6 separate regions of the Mus musculus genome follow, and all the other regions are linked to region 4. Evidence: chromatin contacts called from public promoter capture Hi-C data. All regions are on one chromosome and are shown on one strand. The core of a region is the stretch at or near the end of the contact, and the rest is flanking DNA. Distances in the headings are between cores, read along the strand shown. Region 1 holds the start of Tra2a (transformer 2 alpha). Region 2 holds the start of Zfp212 (Zinc finger protein 212). Region 3 holds the start of Pdia4 (protein disulfide isomerase associated 4). Region 4 holds the start of Gimap1 (GTPase, IMAP family member 1). Region 5 holds the start of Zfp783 (zinc finger protein 783). Region 6 holds the start of Ccdc126 (coiled-coil domain containing 126).

Region 1 (2,700 bases), core at 102-2,601, 530 kb after region 4:
TTTACCAGGACTCACTTCCATTAATTTCCAATACTAGGGTAACTTCGGAATAAAACTCAAAAACCGGTAACGTTCTAATAATATACTCAAGCTTTGTGAATATACGGTTTATACTCACAAGACCTCAGATAACCAAAGTCTTGAGTCCCTTTTCCGGGGAATGGGTGAGAAAAACGGGGGAGGGTCTGTAAATTTCAGGTATAATCTTTTGAGTTAACAATGATTAGCTTTTTTCTTTTCTTTTTTGAAAACTGAGGCAAGAAATTTGTTCAGTTACGTAAGGTTTAAAGTAAGATGTCTTGGCAGTTTAGCCATAAAGATCTGTAAAGGAGTTTTCAGAGGAATGGTCACAGGAAGGAAAGCTTTGGAAGTTGAGACATAAAGAACCCAACATCTAGCTGTTAGGAAAACAGGCGTCACTGCATTTCCACATTCATTTAGAAGCGAAAGGAAAGAGGACATTAAGGGGAAAGGCTCTTGCGTAGTTTTCCCTTCCCCGCTCGCTCTCGTCTTAAGGACTCTTAAGGGTCGCTGCGGTCGTTGACTAACCACTTCACTGGGCTCGTCCCACCTTCAACCTCAAGGCTTTCGCCTTTACAGACGCGACGCCGCCGGTTCCGACGGAGACGCGGCCGCTCACTGCAACAGAGAGCCAAGGAGACAACAGGCCCCAGCTAGTCCCGCGCCAGCGATTCCCCGCCCGGACAGCAGCCCCGCGCACTTCTGACCCCGAGACCCCGCTGCGATGGCCGGAGGAGGGGTGGTGGTGGCCCGAGATGCCACCGCAGGAAGCACCTACCACTATCCGGCCGGAGGGAGCGCCCCGCCGCCTCCTGCCCCACCGCGCCGGGGACCCGCACCTCGGAGCAGAGATGGGAAGCTGAGAGGAAAGGGAGCGACAGGAGAGGATAGGACCAGGCCAGGTACCAGTCAGCCGCCAGAAAGGAGCGCTGCGGGCTAGTGGGGCATCTGGGCACGCAGGGGGACCCCGAAGCCATCTTGGGACGTGACGCGCTCGCGGTGGCCCTCAAGGCTGCTCCTGAGGGCCCCGCCACCTCGCCCGACCGACCGCGCTCGTCCCCGAGCCCCGGAGCATCGGGCCGCCGCCGAAGACGGCTCCCGCGGCTTTGTACTCACTCTGCCCTCGAAGTTGTTCTCCTCTACATCACTCATGTCGGCCAGGCGCTCCCGAGAACTAAATAAGAGATATGTCTCGGCTCGAGGGCCGACGGCCTAGTCACCGCGCTGTTCGGACTGTGGGGAGGAAGAAGGCGACGGCTACAACGGCCAGTGCGTTCCACTCCCACCAGCTCGCACGTTCAGGCAAAATGGCGCCCGTGCCGCCAGAAACCTCCTGGTGTCCCCGGCGCCTGACGTCAAGGGGCGGACCTGTGATGACGTCGTCGCGAACCCCGCCTCCGCCCCGGGAGGCTTTGTGTCCGCCTGGCCTAGCGCGGGAGATTGGCGGGTTTCAAGAGCTTGCTGTTTGGCGTTGGGTCGGTTTGTCCTCCGGGTGCTGGAATTAAAGGCGTGTGTCATCGCCTGGCTTTGCCTGTGGGGTTTTGTTCTTGAGTTTTTTTGGTTTTGTTCTCTTTAGGTATGGAACTCAGGTCTTTCTTGCATAGCAAAACAAACCAACCAAAAACAAGCAAACAAAAACCCAACAAACAAACCGACTTTTCCAGCTGAGTTTTCCTTATCCCCAGTATCTGCCCCCCCCCCTTTTTTTTTTTTTGGTTTGGTTTTTTTACAGAGACAGGGTTTCTCTGTATAGCCTTGGCTGTCCTGGAACTCACTTTGTAGGCCAGGCTGGCCTCGAACTCAGAAATCTGCCTGCCTCTGCCTTCCGAGTGCTGGGATTAAAGGCGTGAGCCACCACGCCCGGCTAGTATCTGCCCTTTTAAACGTTGAAATAACAATATATACACAGATGGGGTTATACTGAAAAGCCATGAGTTTCTCACTCTTCTCTGCTTCCAAACCTCAAGACAGGGTTTCTGTGTAACCCTGGCTGTCCTGGAACTCCCTCTGTAGACCAGGCTGGCCTGGAACTCACAGAAATCTGCCTGCCTCTGCCTCCCAAGTTCTGGGAATAAAGGCATGAGCTCCCACCACAGCGGGGGGCATTTTAATTGAAGTTCCCTCCTCTCAGGTGACCTTATCTGTGCCAAGTTGATAGAAAATTATCCAGCACACCTAGCATGTACTAGGCTCTGGGTTTAGTCCTCAACACTGTAGAACATGTAAATAAATAAAAATAAATTGGGGGAATATATTGTTTGGCAACATTAGTATCCATACTTCTTGCTCTAGAAAAATAAGGAACACCAGCACAAATAATGAATTCACAAAGACCTGAAATAGCTGGGTGTGGTGATCTGTGCCTGTGATCCCACCACTTAGGCGTCTAGAAGGAAGGACTGTTGGAAGTTCCAGCCAACCTGAGATATAAAAAGAGAGCCTATCAGAAATGTCAGAGAGCTAGTTATCAAACTCTTTAAAAAAAAAAAGATTTATTATATGTAAGTACACTGTAGCTGTCTTCAGACACACCAGAAGAGGGTGTTAGATCTCATTATGGATGGCTGTGAACCACCATGTGGTTGCTGGGATTTGAACTCAGGACCTTCAGAAGAGCAGTCAGTGCTCTTAACCGCTGAGCTATCCCTCCAGCCCCCATTATTAAACTCTTAATGGTTT
Region 2 (2,700 bases), core at 129-2,628, 820 kb before region 4:
ATTCAAGGTGACTGCTGGTTCAGGACAATGACTTACCTCTGCCTTCAGCTTGAAAGGGGATGAGATGGGACAAGTAGACACACTCAACTGATTGACACGGTTATGGAGTCAAGCAGGAATTTGATCCAAACAAAGGCAACAAACAAAGATAAAATGAAGGCACAGACACACCCAGACTGCTGTGGGGGGCTTAAATGAGTCAGCGCTTTTAAAAAAATTATTATTATTTTAATATAAATGTAGGTTTTTAAGTGCCTGTTAAAACAGATGCTGAGAATTTTTTTTTTCAGCAGGCCATCGGCTTGGGTTCTAGAGAAAGTTGTTAGTTGTAGTCAGTGTAGACAGGGATCATTTGCAGAAAAATGAAGAAGGGACCAGTCTAGTGAGAGTACTTGAATTCTTAGAGGAAGCTATTCACACTTAGTGGAAACTCATGTCATTCTCACTCAGCATGTCCAGGACAATGTAATGGAAATGAGGCATTTGAGTACTGCAAGTACTGGGTTTGGGGGTGTTGTTTGGATCAATGTCTCTTTAGATATTTCTGGCTAGTCAAAAACTCACTATATAGCTGAGGCTGGCCTCAAACACCTGAGCGCTGGGGTGGTAATGATGTGGCCAGATGTTTCCAAGCCAGAATGCAGAACACATTGCCTCTAATACCCTGGCACCCTGGCATGAGGACTAGGTTATTTATTTAGTTTTTTTGAGACAGGGTTTCTAGCCCTGGCACTCACTCTGTAGACCAGGCTGGCCTCGAACTCAGAAACCCATCCACCTCTGCCTCGCAAGTGCTGGGATTAAAGGCATGAGCCATCACTGCCCGGTGAGGACTAGGTTAATTATTTGTGATTAAGGCTATCTTGAATTCTGCAATGCAAGTGATTACCATAATTAACACTCTATAATGGATTGACCAGAAAAAGCCAAGTCATAGGTGAGCATGGAAGAAAATCACTTGCCTATGAGAATTCACCTTTTCTTTAGCTTCAGCTGTGTTCTTCCCTCACAGAAAAGGGTGTACACATTTGTACACATTTTTTAAAAATTATTTTTATTTTTGACAATTGCATGCAAGTCCAGAACGTATGGTGTTCACATCCACCCCCATTAGCCTCCTTTTCTACTAGTCCCCACGCTCTCCTCCCTACGCCTTTCTCTCTCTCTCTCTCCTTCCCGCGCCTTTTTAAACTTGCACATATTTGAATCTCTTAAAGCATTTCGCGGAGTGCAGGACTCAAATTCAGAAAATGCTCTTGATTTTGAGAATCCTTACGCTTACACCCCACACTCAATGACTGAATTTCCAGGCTGCTGTTCCCCTTCCAGGAGCACAGTGGCGCAACAGAAATACCGCGCGGTAGGAGGAGCCGCTGCCGCTCTTCTTGGGGGTGGGGAGCGCTCCCAGAATGCACCTTGTATCAACACGGCGGCGGCGGCGGCGGCGGCGGCTTCCAGGAGGGTGAGGACGTCTGGCGGAGCGGCGTACAGTTCGAGCAGTATCCCGCCAGTCGGTGTTGTGGGGCGACTGCGACCATGGCGGAGTCGACGCCTACTCGGGTAAGGTGCTCCGGCCGGCTCGGGAGGGCCTTGGGGGAGACAGCGCCCTGCCCGGGGCGGGGCTTGAGGCGCTCGGTCGCAGGCTTGGTTTCCTCCGCGGCCGTTGGCGCCGGCGGATGCTGACTTCCCTCCCGGTACCCTCGCCCTCCGCCCGCCCGCCCGCTCGCTTGCTCCCTGGGTCCTTCTGCGTCAGGCTCAGAGCCCGGATGCTCTGCGTCTTTCCGCAGAAACTTCTGCGAGGCTTTTTGAATTGTTTGTGACTGCGCCCACATATTTTCCTGCTTCGTGCCAACTAGGGACTCGTTTTCTGAGTTGGAGTGAAGGCGCGGGATAAAACCCTGGGTTTGGGTTGTTGCCTTTGAGCTCAGCTACGGAAGACCCCAGGACTTAGGGCTTCTCTCCGACCAGTGGGGCTCTGCTCCGGTTGCCATGTTCTGCCATAGCTATCTGTACTGAGTTTGCAGCCACAGGTTGAAGCCTTCTCTCCTTGGGGACTGGTGTATTTGCTGTTTTTGTTTGTTTGCTTGCTTGTTTTTTGTTTTGTTTTGTTTTTACAAAACTGTGGGTGCGCATTGTTATCCGCTTACCGCCTCTTCCAGCTGTCTCTCTTTTCAGAGAATGTGAAGACACTGAAAATTGGTTTGAGGAATATCTTCCGTAACTCAGCGTTCATCTATCTATATATTCAGTGCATGGTCTTCGGAAGGCAGTCTATGCTCACTTCTCTAGGCCTTTGTCTCCTTAACTTGAATTGAGAATGTTGAGTTCCTTGTAAGCATTTTTACGTTTTTTTTTTTCTGGCTCCAGTCTCCTCATACTGTGTCACAGTAGAGGTTAACATAGGAAAATAGGATAGATGGACCTGAACTGGCTTTTCACTGTTGAGACAGAGCCTCACAGGCTGTCCTTAAGCTGATGACAATCTTCCCGACTCAGCCTCCCCAGTGCTAAGTTTACAGGTGTAAGTCATTCTGCTGGGGTTTGTTTGGTAGTGGTTGTGCTTTGAGGCAAACTCTCATGTGCCCCAGCCTAGCCTATCTGAGAATGACTGTAAACTCCTACCTCTGACTCCCAACTTGCAGATATTACAGGCATAAGTATTTTTCTTGTCTTTTTGTTTTGTTTAGTTTTTGTTTTTTA
Region 3 (2,848 bases), core at 259-2,758, 930 kb before region 4:
ATTTTAACCCCTGCCCAGAGGCAGGCAGAGCTCTTGAGCTCAAGGCCAGCCTGGTCTACATGATGAGCTCCAAGCTACATAATGAGACCCCCATCTTGAACAAACAAACATACATCACCCTAAAACTGACCACTGTCTCACAACCGTGTAGTTTTTAACACGTTCTTAAAGCATACACCAAACTACACTGGTTCTCAAACTTTCATGTGTCCCCCACAAAGCCTATTCTGCTTTGAAAAGTGAAAAATTTGCTTAAAATGAAGACTCTGCCCTCTTTCTGTTTCAATGTATTTTGGGTCTCTATAAGAAATGAGCCCTCAGTCAGTTTGGACAAAAGTGCCAAGATATACTCATAGGTAGGACGGATAGTTGGCCCCTTTCAGCAGTCTCTTCATTTCTACTCTTTCCTACCTGGGCAAAGACTCATAAATCAATGATCCACAGGAATCTTACTCAACCTAGGAGTATAAAGTTCACATTCCCCCTCCACACTAAACTTTAAAAATGGGGTTTGTTTATATTAGACTAAACCTAGTAGGCAACAAGTTAGTGGTTAGAAGGGAAAGGTGTCGATCAGACCCGTTCTCTAGGAACAACGTTAACTAGTACTTCCTATTTTCAAAGTTTTTATGTTTTCGGTAGAGGATTTCGAAGAAAGGGTGCGGGCATAACGTCTATGAGTTACACATACTGTTCCTACTAGAATACATGCACCACCAGCCTCGACTTTCAAAACACAGTGCAGCGACTGGCAAAAAAAGGCGCTGAATAAAATGCTTGTATACGGCAGCTCCAGTTTCCATAAAAGACGAAAACAAAGCCTGAGTTATTTCTACTTCTTGATATAGATGCCCAGTATCTGCGACTGCCTCTTCCAGGTCCTACTAGCGGCCATCCCGCCTCCGTTTTCTAAAACCGGTTTTGGAAACGAGAGTATTCTCCAGAAAATTTTACTCAACAAAGGGGCAAATCTCAGTAGTGAGGGTAAAGAGACGAGCTGCGAACCAGGCACTCGGCACGTCCCTCCGTGTCCTAGTCTCAGGTAGGAACTAAAGAGGCCCACACCCCTAGATTCGGCCCTACACTGAAACTCCATTAAGTTCGTTGCTACCGGGTCACTAATTCCGCAGGGGTGTGAGCGAAGCACCCTGTCAGGCCCCAGCAAGGTTTGCAACCCACGCGAGCTGCTCCTCCGACCCGCCCTCCCGCTCACCTTCGTGTGCATCTCCGGCGCTCGCAGCAGCCAGCAGCTGTGTCAGCGCCAAGAGCAGGACCAACAGCCAAGCTTTCCGGAGCTTCATGATTGGGTGCAGAGCTGGGCCTGCAGACACCGGCCACCGCAGAGCACTCGCCGACCTCCCGAGCGACGCCGGAGCGCACCAAAGCCTCCAGGAAGTTCAGGCCGGTGATTGGTTGGAGGTAAGGAAGCCGCGGCCCGTCCAATCCCCGCACGAATCAGGGCGAGAGCCGTGGCGCCCCGCCTACACCGCCCCGCCCCGCTGCCTGAGCCCTCCGCGCGGGCGCGCCCCTCAGCTCCGCGTTTAAAACTCCGAGCCCTAGTGTGAGGTGCCCCCTTCTGATTGGCTGTGCCGCGACCACCAATCACGGGCTGCCACTCGGTTTGCTTGGAGCGCCCAGGTCCGGAAAGAGTGCGGGGGAGAACAAAGGCAACCAGCCCTGCACAGGGAGGCGGGGCTTGAGCACTCCGAGGGGAGGGATTGGTTGGGAGGTCAGCTCCCTTTGGCCAAGCTTGGCAGGAAGAACACGTGTAAGAAACTCAAGGAAATGGTGGGGTGCATGTGTAGGCTCGTCCGTCTGAGGCTGTCCTTGTGCAGGAAACTAAAGAGGACAGAACTTTTGGGAAAAAGTGAGATCAGAGATCCCGCCTCTGTTCCCCTGTTCTTTGGCTTCTTGTTTTTTCTGTTGAGCATATAAAAGTTTGAGTTTCTTTCCTAGATACTAGGTTCGGAGAGGTATATGAAATAGATTAGTTGTTTCAGAGCTGGGTGGGCTGACTCCAGGTCTGTGGAGGCAGAGACCCATGACTTTTAGTGATATCCTGTCGCAAAAAAAAAAAAAAAAGAAAGAAAGGAAAGAAAGAAAGAAAGAAAGAAAAGAAAAATTACAACTTGGACTCCATGACTAAGTCTATAAGTCAGAGTCTTGTCTGAACGTTGCCTTGTATTATGATTTTTCTGAAGAGAGAGAGAGAGATAACCAATCTAGTGATTTAGATCTAGAAATAACCGTGAGTGTTTTGGAAAAGAAACTAGGTTTGCATGTCAGAAAAGAAAGCTGTACTGGCATTAGGGTTAGCACCTGTGGATTAACATATGATATGACGTAGAAGACAAATGAGGCTAAATAAATAAATCTTAGAGAGTCCTGCAATATTTTCTGATGTATACAGGAGGAGAAAATGAGCTGTATTTATCACTACTCCCCTGGGTTGTCATTTTAGCACTATTAGGCTAGGTTCCTAGGCCAATTTGAATATGTGTTTTCCTTTACTCCTGCAGATCTCTCTCTAGAGAAGTAGTCCATTGGGATTGTCTATCTACTAGTGTATCTGTGACAATTCCTGCATGCATGTCCACAGCCAGAAGTTCAGATTATATGTTTTGAAAACTAAATTAAGACTAGACAGGCACACAACCTACATGCTCTGGATTCATGAGGTTTATGATTGATTCTATCTAGGTTAAACCACAAGAGATTACTGCAGTCTCTTGTGTTTTCTGTAGAACTCAGTGATGGTTCTACCTTTTTTATTATTCTGATATAATTCTTTTCTGTAGTTTCAACTACTTTGGAGTCTAAAGCAGATCATTTTAGCCCAGAAATTCAA
Region 4 (2,700 bases), core at 7-2,506:
TCAGCATGCCAACATGCAGCAGCAGCACAGCCTCTCCCTCCAGCTGACCAGGAGTGCAGCCAACTGGCAGTACCCACTGTCTGACTATCACCCTTGCCCGGAGGTTGGCATCTGCTGAAGAGCGATGCCTCTAGGTTAAGTGTTTTCTCCAGTGGAAGTTTACATCCAATAACTGGCTGATAGAACTGTGAAATGCAGTCTCGTCACCTTCCATCTCAAGGTCTACGCAAACTGTAGAATTCCCTGTGGAGTCAGCATTTGTTGTGACTGACTCAATCTTATCCTTATCCAATACCGTCTTCTTTCCTTCCTCTCTCAGGTGTAAATCCCAAGGCTACTCCCTCATAGCTTCTTTCAGCACCAGATATCTCCACCTCAATAGTCCATATGCCTTGGAACCCAACCCTTTTACACAGACACACATACACATGTGCGTGCAAGTATACAAACACTTACATAAATATACTTACATAGAAACATAGTTTACAATATTAATAGATCAAAAGAAAAATCATGCAATTACTTCAACCATTAAAAGACATTTTTAAAGTAACTCACATTTCCAATCAAAGCCTTTATTTAGTAAAATAGGAATGAACAAAATATGCATGCACTAATTTAAAGATTAATCACTAATAGCCAATATCAGTCTTAGTGATATTAGATATTCTATTCTTTGTAAATTTTTCTTTTTTGTTTTCTTTGGTACTGGATAGACCCTAGGACTTTGTATATGCTAGGCAAATGATTCTAGGCAAATGCTCTATCAATAAGCTAAACCCTGAGCCTTTGGTGTTTGTTTTGTTTTGAAGTGGGGGTCTTAAAAAGATTAGTAGCCTAGAATGGGCTTCAATTTGTCATCCTCCAATCTCAATTGGAGGCTATTTTGTAGTAAGAGAAATCCTTAAAGAGAAAAATGGAAACAAAAATAATAAAAATAAAACAACAAACAAACAACAACAACCACCACCACTACCACCACCACCACAAAACACACACACACACACACACACACACACGGAAGATTACCTGTAGCCAATTCTAGAATAGAGTCAGCCAAGGAAGGCTCTGTTGACATGTTTGATTCTACTAACCCTTCTGGACAAACAGCCTTTAGTCACAGAGAAGATAGAGTGCGTGATTTCATAGAGGAATGCTAAGACCACAACTACATGGAAAATGTTTCTGTCTCTTTAAGCCATCATCATCCGGCCTTTCTCTCAGTTTCCTGATCTCTAAGACCCAGGCAGCCTAGCGACTTCCTCTATGCTCAGCCCTGGGCAAGGAGAGACTTCTGCACTCACAAGCGAAGGGAAGGCGAGGCCGGGGCTTCTCTGGGTCACTTCAGGGACTGTCAGCAAGAAAGGTGAGCCTGAGGCTGTGAGCTGGGGTGGAGAGGAAGCTGGGCTGTGAGACCAAAGTGTCTGGTACCTATACACCTGCATTGTACAAAGCACTATGCAGGAGCACTCCGAGCGAGCGTGCATCACAGGCAAGGGGGGCTTCCGGATGCGTTAGGATGGCCTGGGCTTCGAATCGACAAGTTTGGAGGAAGTCTTAGGAGTTCACACATCTTTGATGAACAAAGCTTATCTCTTCCCTCACTCTTTTCGTACAGTAAGGGAAATGTACTCTAGATCTCCTCCCAGGAGCAAAGCACAGTCCATTCCTCAAAAAAAAAAAAAAAAAAAAAATAGAGTTTTCTGATTTGCATGGTATCTTTAGCTGGTGATGTCTGGTGTATCAAAGAAACTTAAAAGGTCTTGAAAAAACATGTCTTTACCTAGTACCTTCCAGGACTGTGTACTTTGGCCAAAAAACAAGTTAAAGAGTAAAGTGATGAATTTTGAAAGAAATTTCATTAAATGTTTCTTTCTATAGAAAAAAAAAGCACATTCAGCAAAGGCAAACGATCCTTCTGTGTCCTTATAAACCATGCTTTCATGGCTACTCCTCATGGGCCACGTCTGTCTCTCAGAAGTCTCTTCTTCTCCTTGCCAGTCGGAGGGGCTCTAGCAAACTTGAGAGGAATGGAATTAGTCCTCACTTGTCTTCCTGGAGTTTGTCCCACTCCAACTGCAGGGATACCTCTGTTTCTCCGCGTCTACAAGGAAGGGTTTAAGAAATAATGTTCTTCAAATTCTGGATGCAGATTAAGCTTGTGAGAAAGATACTACTTGTTGTATCAGAACAACTGAGGATAGATCCAAGAAGTGTGATGTTGAGGGGAACACCTAAATACTTCAAAAAAACAAAACAAACAAACAAAAAAACCAAAAACCAAAACCAACCAACCAACCAAACAAAAACCAAACCAAACCAACCAAACAAACAAACAAAAAAGCCCCAAAAAACAAAAACCAAAACCCCATCAAGCTTGTAGGCAAGGACCTGGACTATCCCGGGCTCTCTTGAGCATATAGAACTGCATGTGCTTTATGTTCCCAGATAATAGAAACATTTATCGCCCGAGATTTCACTCGGTGTTTGCCTTTCTCTTAGAAACTATCAAAGGAAGCCCAGCCTCCACTCTGAACTCTGGAAGCCCCAGCGTCCTGCCCTGGGCTTCCATGGAGTCCCTGTGCCTCCTCCTCATTTTCCCCCAGGAAGAGCTCCTCCAGCTCCTGCAGAAGCCTTGCTCATTGCTCTCGCTCTTACCTTGCTCATTGCCCCCGCTCTTACGGCTGTTTCTTCAGTTCT
Region 5 (2,834 bases), core at 153-2,652, 800 kb before region 4:
TTAGGGAGACTGAGGCAGAGGGATCATGAGGCCAGTCTGTGCTATATAACAAGAACCTGTTTAATAATAAATCAAAACGAATAATGCTAAATGTTGATTTGGACCTTGATATAAAGAGTTAAATGTGATTTAACTATTTTATTTATTTATTTATTTATTTATTTATTTTGAGACAGGGTTTCTCTGTGTATCCCTGGCTGTCCTGGAGCTCACTCTGTAGACCAGGCTGGTCTCGAACTCAGTTAGCTTTTTATTTTGATTTAACTCAAAGTAGCACTGCCTGGTCTTGCCCTAAATGCCAAGGATTCAGTGATGCACCTTAGAGGTAGGTAGTTTGTGTCCTTACTATGTCAGCTGGCCCACACTTTGTTTAGAGATAATCCCCAACACACACACACACACACACACACACACACACACACACACACACACCAAAACAAACCCAAAGATTCAAAGCACAGTTGCCATCTGGAAGTTTATTGGCTTGTTGAATAACGACCATAGAATGGCTGTGAAATGCAGGAAATGAAGAGACCGGTTTTATTTTTATAAATAAATAAATAAAGGTTAATTATGGCTTTTCCGAGTAAAGCTTTCTAGTTTCAGAAGGAAACTGGTCTTAAATGGAATAATGTATTCAGGATAATTCAGGACATGAATTGGTTAGAAACCCTTAGAAATGAACCCAGTAGCTGTGGAGTTGTGGTCCTGTGTCCATTGTCTGTTTTGAAGCCTCCTGGCAGGGAGAGCAGGGCGCTCAATCCCAGCCAAGGCTAAGTAAGAAGATGTACAACTAAGTCCAGACTGGGTGTGGCGGGAAGAAGGAGGAGCTCTGTAGGGGGTAAGCAGAGGCTCTGAGCCTCAAAGGTGAGTGCACATGGAGAGAATACTCCGAAAGTACATCCCTCGGGTTCTACCAAGCGCTCTACCACTAAGGTACACCCCAGTCCTGGACTTGTTTTTTTGTTTGTTTGTTTTGTTTTTTGAGACACGGTTTCTTGTAGACCAGGCTGGCCTCGAACTCAGAAATCCGCCTGCCTCCCGAGTGCTGGGATTAAAGGCGTGCGCCACCACGCCTGGCTTGTATTTTTGTTTTAAACGCACCATTCCCCTTAGCGCTTCCTACTTGTTCTGAAAAACCCAAAATGGAATTTACCCTAGAAAAGGGAATCTGAACACCCTTGGGATGAGGGTGTCCCGCCCCAGCACGGAGTTCAGGGATTTCCTTAGCGTTTTCCTCACGGGCGTCTTTCTCGAATTTACCCGCCCGAAGGCTTGCCTGAGCCAGCTGCCTGCTCGCCCGGGGCCCTGGGGGTAGGGTTGACGCCGCAGGCCAGCGGCCACCGAGTGCGGGCCTTCTGGCTGCAGGGGGCGCCGTGCGCGCCGGGCCGCGGCTCCGGTAGATTAGGGCCAGCAGGGCACGTGGCTTGGGACCGTGTGGAGAGTGCGGGCGCTGGACAGCAGCTCCGGCCCCTCACCGACGCGCAGCCCGCGCCTGGGCCGACCTGTTGACTGAAAATCAGCCGGCGCTTGGCCAGATGCGTCGATGGAGGCCCGCAGCCCAGCGACGACGTGGTAGTCATGGCTGAAGCGGCGCCTGCCCCGGTAAGCGCCCCGGTCCATGGCCGCTGTGTGCGAGGGTCTCGGCCTACCCGGCTCGGAGCACCCCCTGCCCTGGCCCCGGCCCTGGCCTGGAGGCCACGCAGGCCACGGAAGCCATCAGCCTACACATGGCCGCAGGCGGCCTGGTGGGCTGGGCCCTAAGATCGGTGCGCGCGACATGGCCTCCGTAGCCCGGCCAGGCCGGGCGCTACCTTTTCTCCGGAAGGCCTGGAAGGACCCTGCAGATCACAAAGTCCCTGTGTTCTTCTGAGACCTGCGCCCGAGCAGTCAGACAGGAGCCAGGGTCGCCTTCCTGCCACATCTGCAAGGTTGAGGCTGCGAAGGGGGCCTCAGGTCAACACCTTAGGATGAGCCTACCACTAAAATACCTAGCGACTCTACTTTCTCGTAGGAAACAATACTTAACCCAATTTGCAACAGGTTTCTAAATTTTGTGACTGGGTTGGTTTGCCAAGATATAATGGCCCTCGGATCTAGACCAGCCTGTTTACAGAGTGAGTTCCAAAAAGAAGCTGGGGGAGGGGTTAGCTTGGTAATGTTCAGTGTGCCAATTTAGAGGACATGCTAGAAGATTTTCACCAGTAAAAAAAATCTCTCAGTAAGTGGTATCTATTATTACCAATACATCTCAGACAACTCTCTGAAACCTTAGTCTCTTGGAAGCTTTTAGAAAAGAACCTCTCTTTCTCTATTTTGCTGTGTGTCCTTCTAGGTTCCCTGACTACAAGGAATAGAAAGTCAACTGGGAATTGTGGAGGTTGTGGGAGTAGGACTAGAAACCCTTCAGTTCCTTCCCACCTACTCCTGCCCCTTAGTTGTCTTGCAGTACCTAACATCCCAGAAAGCTTACCAACAGGATAGATTTCAACACTATGATAATAACTACAGCTGATACCACGGATGCTCAAGTCCCTTACATAAAATTGTGTAGTGTTTGCATATAACCTATTCATATGCTTTAAAATACATTACATCGATGTCTAGATTTCCAATACAGTGGAAGGCTAATAGTTGCATCGAGGAGGAAATGACGACAAGAAAAATGTGTACATGTTCAGAATAGACAGAGTTTTTTCTTTCCAAATTTTTTTAGGGGGACATTGGGGTAGGGTTGGGGACAGAGTTTCTGTGTAGTCCTGGCTGTCCTGGAACTCACTCTGTATGTAGACCAGGCTGGCCTTAAACTCAACAGAGATCTGCCTGCCTCTGCC
Region 6 (2,753 bases), core at 160-2,659, 580 kb after region 4:
TGGTGTTCTACAGATGGAACACTTTGTTTTGCCCTTGATTCTTTTTCTTGTGATTAAAATTCTTTGTACATTCTGAGTACAAGGCCTTTCTTGATTTATATATTTCAAGGGTCTCATTCCACTCTTAAGGCTTGTCTTTTGTTTGTTGCTGTTAAAACTGTCTTTCCCAGGCTGCATTTGATTTCCAGGTCCTCCTGTTTTGTTTGGTGTGTGTGTGTGTGTGTGTGTGTGTGTGTGTGTGTGTGTATGTATGTGTGAAAGAGCGACAGAGAGAGAGAGAGAGAGAAACACACAGAGAAAGACACAGAGACACAGAGAGAGAGACACACAGAGACACACACAGAGACACAGAGAGAGAGATGCACACAGAGAGGCACACAGAGAGAGGCACACACAGAGACATATACACACACAGATAGAGAGAGACAGAGGGAGAGAGAATTTTATGAGTATTGGTATTTTGCTTGCATATACCTTAGTGTACCAACTGTATTCCTGGTGAGGCCAGAGGAAGACTGTCAGATATCCAGAAATGGGGTGACAGATGGTTGTGAGCCACCATGTGGATTCTGGAAACTAAACCCGAGTGCTCTCTAAGCACAAGGGCTCAGCCATCTTTCCAGCCCAATTTGACTTTTTAACGTGTAATTTTGTGTGTGCTGAGCATTTAATCAGGGCCATATTCATGCTAGCCAAGTGTTCTACCACTAAGCTGCATACCAAGTCCCGAAGTACTTGATTTTTTAAAAATGTATTAACTTTGTTAAACTCTTATTAATTGTAATAATTTGTCTACAAGTTGTTTTGTATTTGTCATGTGTATACATATTTATACCATCCGTGACAAGAATATCTTTAAAACACTTTATTTGTATTCATGTAATTGTGTGTGAGTGTGCTGAGGTCTGCAGAGGCCAGAAGCAGATGGGATCCCTTGGAGCTGGAGTTCCAAGAGATTATGAACCTCTTGATGTGGGAGCTGGTAATTGAACTCTGGTCTTCTGGTCCCTCAGCAAACTGTCTGAACTTTTGAGCTAGGTCTCCAGTCCTCAGAAAAGGATAGTTTGTTTCTATTAGTCTTTAGTCCTTTTAGTTATTTTTTTATCCTATTTCCCTGAGTGAGGACCTTCAGGAGCACCATGGGGACATTGGACTCTCCAACACTAGGATGCCCTCTAGTGTCAGACAACAGCATTAGGGGTTTCTTTTCTAGTGGAAGGTAGATAGTAGGATGCTTCACCACTAGTGGCGAATAGGGTGCTGAGTTTTCTCTAGTAGCAATGCAGCTGCTGCGCCTCTTAGTTGCTAAGCAACCGCGTCGCCCTGAGCCCCTGGGCCAACAGCACGTGCTGTCTCTCCGCAAGGCGGGACTACATTCCCCACAATGCCGCGCGCAGTAGGCCCTGGCCGGAGAATGGGGGAAGGGTGGCCGGGAGGCGGAGCGGAAACCGGGAGTAGCGTCCCCGGGTGCCGAGCGCTCTCGGTCCTACCTCCGTCCTGGCCCGCAGGCTGTTGCGGCGCCGCTAACGCCCTCCCGTGGCGGGCTGTGGCTGTACTTCCAGTTTGTGAGCCCCGCGGCGGCGGCCCGCGTGATTGAAAGGAAACCAGCAGGCCAGGTCAGACGGAGGAGATTGGGGAGGCGGGAGGCGGTGTCCCTGCGGCCCCGGCTTTGCTACTTTGACAGCCTCGACCGCCGGGCCGGGCTCCGCGGTGCTCTGCGGGGATGGGCAGTCTCTGCGGCCGCGCTCATTTGTGCTCCACTCTTGACAGCTCAATTCTCTCGTTAGGAGAAGGACGTGAAATGCCCATTAAACCTGCCAAACTCTTCTCCTGGGAGGCTGGGGAGGAACTTTATCTGCTGTAGGTACAGGCGGTGGCAATTGAATGGCCAGGCAGCCAGGATTCGAACCCCTGGCGTCCCTCTGCCTGCTGCTTCATTCAGGCTAAGCAATGGCTCCAAGCCGATGTGTTTCATCCAGCAGATGGAGATCTCATACAGTTTTAAGTTGTTAGATTTATGGATAATAAGCTATTACACCTTGAGTTTTTCATTTGATGAAAAGATGTTTTGAATGTGATTCGAAGTGTGTGGACTTTTGGTTAATCACTAGGTTGTGTGTTCAGTTTATATTTTTACTTCTTACATGCAGAGAATTCCTTAAGATATGCTGGCTTCTTAATTTCCGCCCCTTTAAGATGGCTGAGAATGTTCTAAGGAAATTGATGACTCTGCTTTCCTGGGGATCAGCTCTGTATATAACTGTACAAGGACTCACCTCCCCCACCTCCCTAGCCTGGTCCCATAGGAAACCCTTAAAAGGAGATTAAAGGCTTTGTCCGTCAGATCCTTTGCAGCTTTGCCCTATGTCAACTTTCTGTACTGTTTCTAATGGTTCAGTCGTTTCTCTCCTCCCCACTCCCCTTCTCTCATTTTCTAGACAGGATTTCTCTGTGTAGCCCTGGCTGTCCTGGAACTCACTCAGTAGACCAGAAAACTATAAATCCCCTTACGCATTTATTCGTGACCAGGCTGGCCTCAAACTCAAGAGATCCTCCTGCCTCCGCCTCCCTAGTGCTGGGATTAAAGGTGTGCGCCACCATCACCTGACACCCACTTAGGATTTCTGTTCCCAGGTTATAGTTTTTGTCTGGAGACACATTGAGTGAATGCAGTAAATCTGATCAGGAACGACTTCAACGTGTTCAGGTTCTGTCAGTTGTTTTTACCCTTGCTTTCTCAATGTTATTGACAT

Evidence for each region. Promoter capture Hi-C pulls out the DNA fragments that hold promoters and counts their contacts.
Region 1: a promoter capture Hi-C map of pre-B cells shows a contact between it and region 4, with 4 times the contacts expected there. The contact joins the promoter of Tra2a here to the promoter of Gimap1 in region 4. A contact is called at or near these places in 5 of 39 promoter capture datasets (the 3T3-L1 cell line, the C10 cell line, liver and 2 more) and 1 of 115 datasets of contacts at active chromatin or transcription factors (memory CD8 T cells).
Region 2: a promoter capture Hi-C map of liver shows a contact between it and region 4, with 2.8 times the contacts expected there. The contact joins the promoter of Zfp212 here to the promoter of Gimap1 in region 4. A contact is called at or near these places in 2 of 39 promoter capture datasets (liver and pre-B cells).
Region 3: a contact with region 4 is called in a promoter capture Hi-C map of pre-B cells, with 6 times the contacts expected there. The contact joins the promoter of Pdia4 here to the promoter of Gimap1 in region 4. A contact is called at or near these places in 2 of 39 promoter capture datasets (liver and pre-B cells), 1 of 484 Hi-C or Micro-C datasets (B cells) and 1 of 115 datasets of contacts at active chromatin or transcription factors (memory CD8 T cells).
Region 5: a promoter capture Hi-C map of liver shows a contact between it and region 4, with 4 times the contacts expected there. The contact joins the promoter of Zfp783 here to the promoter of Gimap1 in region 4. A contact is called at or near these places in 1 of 39 promoter capture datasets (liver) and 2 of 115 datasets of contacts at active chromatin or transcription factors (large pre-B cells and memory CD8 T cells).
Region 6: a contact with region 4 is called in a promoter capture Hi-C map of pre-B cells, with 3 times the contacts expected there. The contact joins the promoter of Ccdc126 here to the promoter of Gimap1 in region 4. A contact is called at or near these places in 4 of 39 promoter capture datasets (the 3T3-L1 cell line, hippocampal neurons, pre-B cells and 1 more) and 1 of 115 datasets of contacts at active chromatin or transcription factors (memory CD8 T cells).

The regions. Positions count from the first base shown.
Region 1 is chr6:49,262,701-49,265,400 of GRCm38.p6, forward strand. Tra2a (transformer 2 alpha) reads right to left here and starts at 1,352. Exons shown (of 8, transcript NM_198102.2): 1 at 1,138-1,352. The coding sequence starts at 1,173.
Region 2 is chr6:47,919,190-47,921,889 of GRCm38.p6, forward strand. It overlaps Zfp212 (Zinc finger protein 212), which reads left to right and starts at 1,379. Exons shown (of 5, transcript NM_145576.2): 1 at 1,379-1,560. The coding sequence starts at 1,537.
Region 3 is chr6:47,812,004-47,814,851 of GRCm38.p6, forward strand. Pdia4 (protein disulfide isomerase associated 4) reads right to left here and starts at 1,509. Exons shown (of 10, transcript NM_009787.2): 1 at 1,214-1,509. The coding sequence starts at 1,301.
Region 4 is chr6:48,737,791-48,740,490 of GRCm38.p6, forward strand. It overlaps Gimap1 (GTPase, IMAP family member 1), which reads left to right and starts at 1,257. Exons shown (of 3, transcript NM_008376.3): 1 at 1,257-1,366.
Region 5 is chr6:47,941,773-47,944,606 of GRCm38.p6, forward strand. Zfp783 (zinc finger protein 783) reads left to right here and starts at 1,403. Exons shown (of 6, transcript NR_027963.1): 1 at 1,403-1,605.
Region 6 is chr6:49,317,865-49,320,617 of GRCm38.p6, forward strand. Ccdc126 (coiled-coil domain containing 126) reads left to right here and starts at 1,410. Exons shown (of 3, transcript NM_175098.6): 1 at 1,410-1,616.